2 separate regions of the Sus scrofa genome follow, and region 1 is linked to region 2. A link is a contact called in public HiChIP or PLAC-seq data. All regions are on one chromosome and are shown on one strand. The core of a region is the stretch at or near the end of the contact, and the rest is flanking DNA. Distances in the headings are between cores, read along the strand shown. Region 1 holds the start of GBA2 (glucosylceramidase beta 2). Region 2 holds the start of FAM214B (protein FAM214B).

Evidence for each region. HiChIP or PLAC-seq counts read pairs in DNA pulled down with a chosen protein or histone mark.
Region 1: a contact with region 2 is called in an H3K27ac HiChIP or PLAC-seq map of alveolar macrophages. The contact joins the promoter of GBA2 here to the promoter of FAM214B in region 2. A contact is called at or near these places in 1 of 5 promoter capture datasets (liver), 2 of 47 Hi-C or Micro-C datasets (mesenteric adipose tissue and skeletal muscle) and 2 of 2 datasets of contacts at active chromatin or transcription factors (alveolar macrophages and skeletal muscle).

Annotation. Positions count from the first base shown.
Region 1 is chr1:236,466,585-236,469,284 of Sscrofa11.1, forward strand. GBA2 (glucosylceramidase beta 2) reads right to left here and starts at 1,303. Exons shown (of 17, transcript NM_001258385.1): 1 at 770-1,303. The coding sequence starts at 1,104. RGP1 (RAB6A-GEF complex partner protein 2) reads left to right here and starts at 1,712. Exons shown (of 9, transcript XM_003480545.4): 1 at 1,712-1,836; 2 at 2,164-2,298; 3 at 2,661-2,700. The coding sequence starts at 2,183.
Region 2 is chr1:235,905,625-235,908,523 of Sscrofa11.1, forward strand. FAM214B (protein FAM214B) reads right to left here and starts at 1,518. Exons shown (of 9, transcript XM_013986310.2): 1 at 1,431-1,518.

The DNA of each region.
Region 1 (2,700 bases), core at 53-2,552, 560 kb after region 2:
CCTGTTAATAGGTCTTGGCTCCATCACTAGTTTTTTGAATCCAGTGGGAATCGAGGGATCTGGAGGAGTTCTACAGTTCAGGGTAAGCTCTTGGAGTGTCTGCACCACTTGTGGGGGAGAGATAAGGAAATGCTCTGGAAGATCATTACTAAGCTCTGGGGACACCTAAGGCAGTGCCTCCCTGGCCAAAGGTCTTCTTTGCTTTTTATATCAGGGGCTGTCTATTCTAGAACATCTCTTATCGCCTGCCCTCTCTTTAGGGCTGAGAGCAAGCAGCCTCTCACACACTCCTTGGAGCCAAAACTGATGAGGAAAGAAGCTGATGGGCGTTGGGGCTGTAAAATGCTGTGCCGAAATGAGGGTCAATAAATATTCCAGCTGCTCAGGGGAATGTGGGGCTGAGAACGCCCCCCCCCCATGACACAACAATGTATCAGTACCATATCCCCTAGAATATTCTTTCCTATCTTGCCACAAAGTATAATCCCAAAGGGCAGTCTTTGGAAAAGAGGGAGTCTGTGAGACAGCCTAAATGGGTAAGACTGACCAAAAGGTCCACATGCTCCTGTTTTTTTTTTGCTAAAAAGATGAGTTCCTGGAAGGAAGAGGGTTGCAAAGAAATGTGACCTAATCTCACCAGCCGGAACCAGTGGTTTAGAATATGTTGGGGATGGGGCCACCAGACTAGAACAAAGCACCCCCCTTACTTTCCTGCCTCTGCTAGAACAAAGCCAGGCACAAGTTATTTTAGGCAATGGGATCTACTCACCTCAAGCCCATCCCAAAATGCTTTATCAGGTTGCTCAGGGAGATGTCGTTGGCATTAAAGGGTTTTCTCTTCTCTGCAAACTCATGAGCCAGGCAGATGCGCCAGCCAAAGGGAGGCACCTGGTAGCCCTCCGCTTTACCCTCATAGGAAACCATCAGCTGCCCAGAGTCCTCTGGATTGCTGTGGCTCGGCTCATTTTGGGGTTGATTGTCCTCAGGGTTCTGGCAGTCCGTAACCTGCGCAGTCTCAGTGCCTCCAATATCTTCAGGGTAATAAGTCTGCGGATCCCCTGTGGCACAGCTGGTCGGCTCCGAGGCTGGGACTCTGGTTCCCATGTTTCCTGGATCCTGGATCCCCACGACCTCGGTAGTCTCGGGTCCCGAGCTTTCTGGTACAAAGTATCTGGCCAGCCAAGCCCAGACGCGGGCGCGGACTGCTGTTAGGTGCCGTCTCCGAGGGCTGCCCGCTGGGGAAAGCTGAGGTGAGCTGGTGTCTCCGTGGAGCCGGGGAGCTGTGGCTGCAGCGGCGGCGGCGGCGACAGCAATAAAGCCGCCAGGGTCTCGTCCTCGGTCGTCTCTCTGGGCCCTGGGCGGGAAGGATCGGGCCTCGACGTCATTGGGCCGTGGTGATTAGCTGGCCCGGCCAAAGGGCGACTTTGCCCGCGGAGAGGGGAGGAGTCCCGGGGACCGGCCCGCCAGGCACCGCCCCCGGGACCCGCCTGGGAGCTCGCGGCAGCCTCGGTCCCGTCCCGGGGCTGCAGCACCAGGCCCCCCAGGGGTGGGCGCCGGGTCCCGCCGGCCGGTGTCGGGCAGCGCCAGCGCCGGGGCGCCAGCCCGTGGGAAGGTGACCCACGGCGGCTGGACCACTCGAGCCCCTTCCGGCCCAGCCGGCCCGGCACTTCCGGTCGGAAGGGGCTGGGAGGGGGAAGGAGGACCGAGGGAAGTCCCGCCTCTGCTGCGGCCGCAGCCAAGCACTTGGCCGGGTCCAGGAGAGGTGGGCGGCGGAGGGCCTCGGTGCACCAAGCCCCCGGTTTCGACCGTGCAAGGTGTTCGGGCCAGGGGCGCGAGGTGACGGGCGGCCCTTGCCCTGGACTGAGGCCTGGAACCTCGAGGGAAAGGGGCGGAGGCGGCCTGGGGGTTCTGTCGGGGTAGGGGGACTGACCGGGCGCTGAGAGGGGCGGGGGCCCGGGACCCCGAGCGACGCCCTCCCCCTCCGCAGTGCCGAGACACCTGCCACCGGACCTCCCTTCCGCCTTCCCGCATCCCAAATCTGGGCGCTTACCTCTGACACCGTGGTGCTGAACGCCCCGTTTCCTCGGTCTTCACCCCCGGGCTCGCCTGAGACACCCCTCCCTGCCGTGGTACTGACCTCTGACACCCCTTGTTTCCTTCCAGATCCGATTCCGGAGCTGCCATGATTGAAGTAGTAGCAGAGTTGAGCAGAGGTCCTGTGTTTCTGGCGGGGGAAGCGCTGGAGTGTGTGGTGACTGTCACCAACCCCCTGCCGCCTACGGCCACGTCTGCATCCAGGTGGGGATGCTGATACTGAAGACGGTGGTCCTTCTGGGAGGAAGCCTGGTATCTATAGTGCTGAGCTGCCTATAGCTACATCATCACTTTGTTGCTCATTGTGCTCTCATTGCAGGAAAGGGCTATTTAACAGGTGTGGGTGACATAACCCTCTACTCTCCTTTCTTCTCTCATCCCCCATTCTCCTTTTTACTCCCAATATATTTTTCCGGATTTAATGGTTTCTCTCTGGGGTTCTGGATTCTCTGGAATGGAGGCCATCCATCTCCCTGTGTTGACCTTCTCAGTGTGGTAGGGAGTTTGGGAGAGCCTTTGCGAGGTCAGGAACTCCCCTCTGATGTCCCCTTTTCCTCCTCCCATAGTGAGGCTCTGGCTTGGGCCAGTGCTCAAATCCACTGCCAG
Region 2 (2,899 bases), core at 268-2,767:
CCAGCCCAGGGGCAAAATGAACTCTGGCCCTACACCAGGTCCCCTCAGGGAACCAGAGGAGCCCCCAAGTGGACTAGGCCCTAGTCTCAGTTTTGACAGTCAGCTTCCAGGTCAGGAGTATGGGGAGCCATTCCTTCTTCCTCCCCCAGCAGAGGCTGCAACCTCACATCCCTTCTCAAGTTCAAATGACAATAGTGACCCACCTCTCCAAACATGCATCAAAGACCCTTAGTACTTATTATTTTCCCCTCCTACAGACACCCAGAATTTTTGACGGTCGCAATGTTACCTACCCAGGAGAAGGAAAAGTGTGGGGAAATTTCATTTGTGGCAAGTGGTAAAAATGTGTCTACCATTCACTTGGGGGCCTGCTGGGAAAGACCTTGGTAGTAGTGAGGGTGGGGTCTGGGCCTTGCTGCTAATTATTAGGTCTCTGGCCACTGAGTACAAAGTCTGGGGCAGGCACAGCTCCTAGACATGCAAGGACCGGGCCAGGCCCCAGGGCGAGGAAGGAAGTGGGAAATGAGCACACCCAGAACATAAGGGCAGAGCAAAGTGGGGGAGGTGGGGGAAGACAGGGACCAAGGCAAGCTTCTAGAAGGAACAGGAACTAGAGTGGGGGGTTAACAGGAACAGAATGGGGGAAGGGTCCCCAGAGACACCAACGAAGGGGGAAAAAAAGAAACCAAAAAACCCAGACTCAGCCAGACAGATCCAGAGCTGCCTGAGAAGGTCGCACAAGCCCTAGTGGCAAGTGGGGCCTAGATCCTCTCTAAGAGTGCTCAGGCCTGAAGGTGGAGTTAGGAGTTGAGGAGCCAGGAGCACTGCAGACGGGCTTCTTCACCCCAGCAATTTCATCACCCTCATTCCTAAAACACAGGACACAAACATCTTCCTGGAATCTCTATAATGCCCCCACACTTTCTCAAAGCACTAGGGGTTCTTCCCTCCCCAGCTGGGGCCTGCAACCCCTTCCCTTCGCAGAGTGCCCACAGCCCCATCCCTTCTTCCTCCACACAGGCCATCTGTCCCTCCCACACTCTGGACCACCAGCCCTTCTCCATCACACAACACCCCCTCTTCCCTTTCCCCCTAAGCTCCTTCAGAGTCCCTCCTCCTCAAGTATCTTCTCCAACCCTCCACTTCAAGATAAAGACTTCACCCCCTACCTAGTACTTCCCACCCTCACAAAGCACTCCCGCCCCTCCCCCACAAGGGCTACCGGAGAATGCACCTCCTAGCCCACACAGTGAGCCCCAGCTCCTCCCCTAACTCTGCTTTACTCCACCCTACCCCAGCATTTCTCCCAATTCTCTCCTTCCCTAAAGCGATCCCCACCTCCTCATGTCTGCCCAAGCGCACCCCGGTCCTTGTCCCTTCTTCCACACGCACCCCACCCCACACCTGCAGTTCCGTGAGTCCCGCTGCACCTGGGGAGGTAGTGGATTGGGGCAGTTACACAGCTGCCCCAGCTGCAGCCTCCTCCGGCAAACCTCGCCCCTTTGGTGCGAGCCCCGCCCCCGCAACGACAAGACCCACCCTCCCCCTGTCCCACCTCCCACCTTCCCCCCCCACCCCGCTTGTCCTTTTTCCTAGTTTCTGTAATTCCTGGGGCTCCTCCCCTGTAATACAGGTCCCGCCCCCTCTAAGGCCCCGCCCCTTCTCGTCTTCTCGGCGTCTCCCCATTGAACACTGCTTGCCCGTCGTCCCCTCCAATCCCCGCCCCTTTTTGGTCTCCTTGCTTGTCACTAGGACCCGCCCACTCGGATTCCAGCCTGGCAGAACCGGTGCCAAGCTCCTTTCCAACGCTAGCCCCCTCAGATCTCTGAGCCTCTTCTCCCCCCGCCCCTTCTCCCACTAGCCTCACCCCGGCGCCCGCTCTCCAGCCGGGAACCGCTGGCTCTGATTGGTGGTGGTGGTCCCAATGGATGGTGGAGGAGACAAAGTGATGGCTGCAGGTCGCCTGAGGTCCCACCCCGGCCACGTGCGGCTTCTGTGATGACAGGTTTAGATGGGCGGGGCATGTGCCCTCTGTGTGAGGCCTAGGCTGACCGGATTAGGCTGGAGGTGGGGAGCCAGAGCCAGGGTCAAAGCGTTAGCCTGAAGGCGCCGAGCCTGAATGAGGCCCTCTCAAGCTTTTGCGCTGGTGTGAGCAGCCTGCGGAACTTGAGCCTCTTAGTGAAGCCGTCTGCGTTAGCGCGTGTATTTGCCTTAATGGGGGAGGTCTGTGGGACTTGCAAAGTAGCACAAGGGGTCTCAGGGTTCTGTAAAAATGCGCAAATCTGGTTGACGGGGTCTCAACTCTGTGAGGATGAATAATTTCTGCAGCCTACTCTGTTCAAGAGAGTCTGAATTCTGGGAGACAAGAAGTAAGAGTCAGATGTGTACCTGTAGAGATAGGTCAGAGAGTCGTCTGTGAAATTCATGAGCCTAAGTGTTACTACAGAGTAAGGGGAGCCTGCAATCACTGAAGAAAAGTAGAGCCTTTGCTTTGCACGTGTCAAATCAACTATGTGACAGGAGTTCTGTTGTGGCTCAGCGGTAACTAACCCGACTAGTATCCATGAGGATGCAGGTTCAGTCCCTGGCTTTGTTCAATCCTATGGGTTAAGGATCTGGTGTTGCTGTGGGCTGTGGTGTAGGCTGGCAGCTGCGGCAGCTCTGATTTGACCCGTAGTCTGGGAATTTCCATATGCCGTGGGTGCGGCCCTTTAAAAAAAAGGCAAAACAAAACACAACAAAACAAAAACTATGTGACATTTACACTTCTGTAATTTAATTAGCGTTTGATTCTACTCTCCAACTTCCCGCAACCCTTTGGGTTCTGGAGATAGCAATGGGGAGTCGATGCTTGCCAGCTACCGGTAGATGGCAGCACAGGGCCCTTGCAGAACTCAGA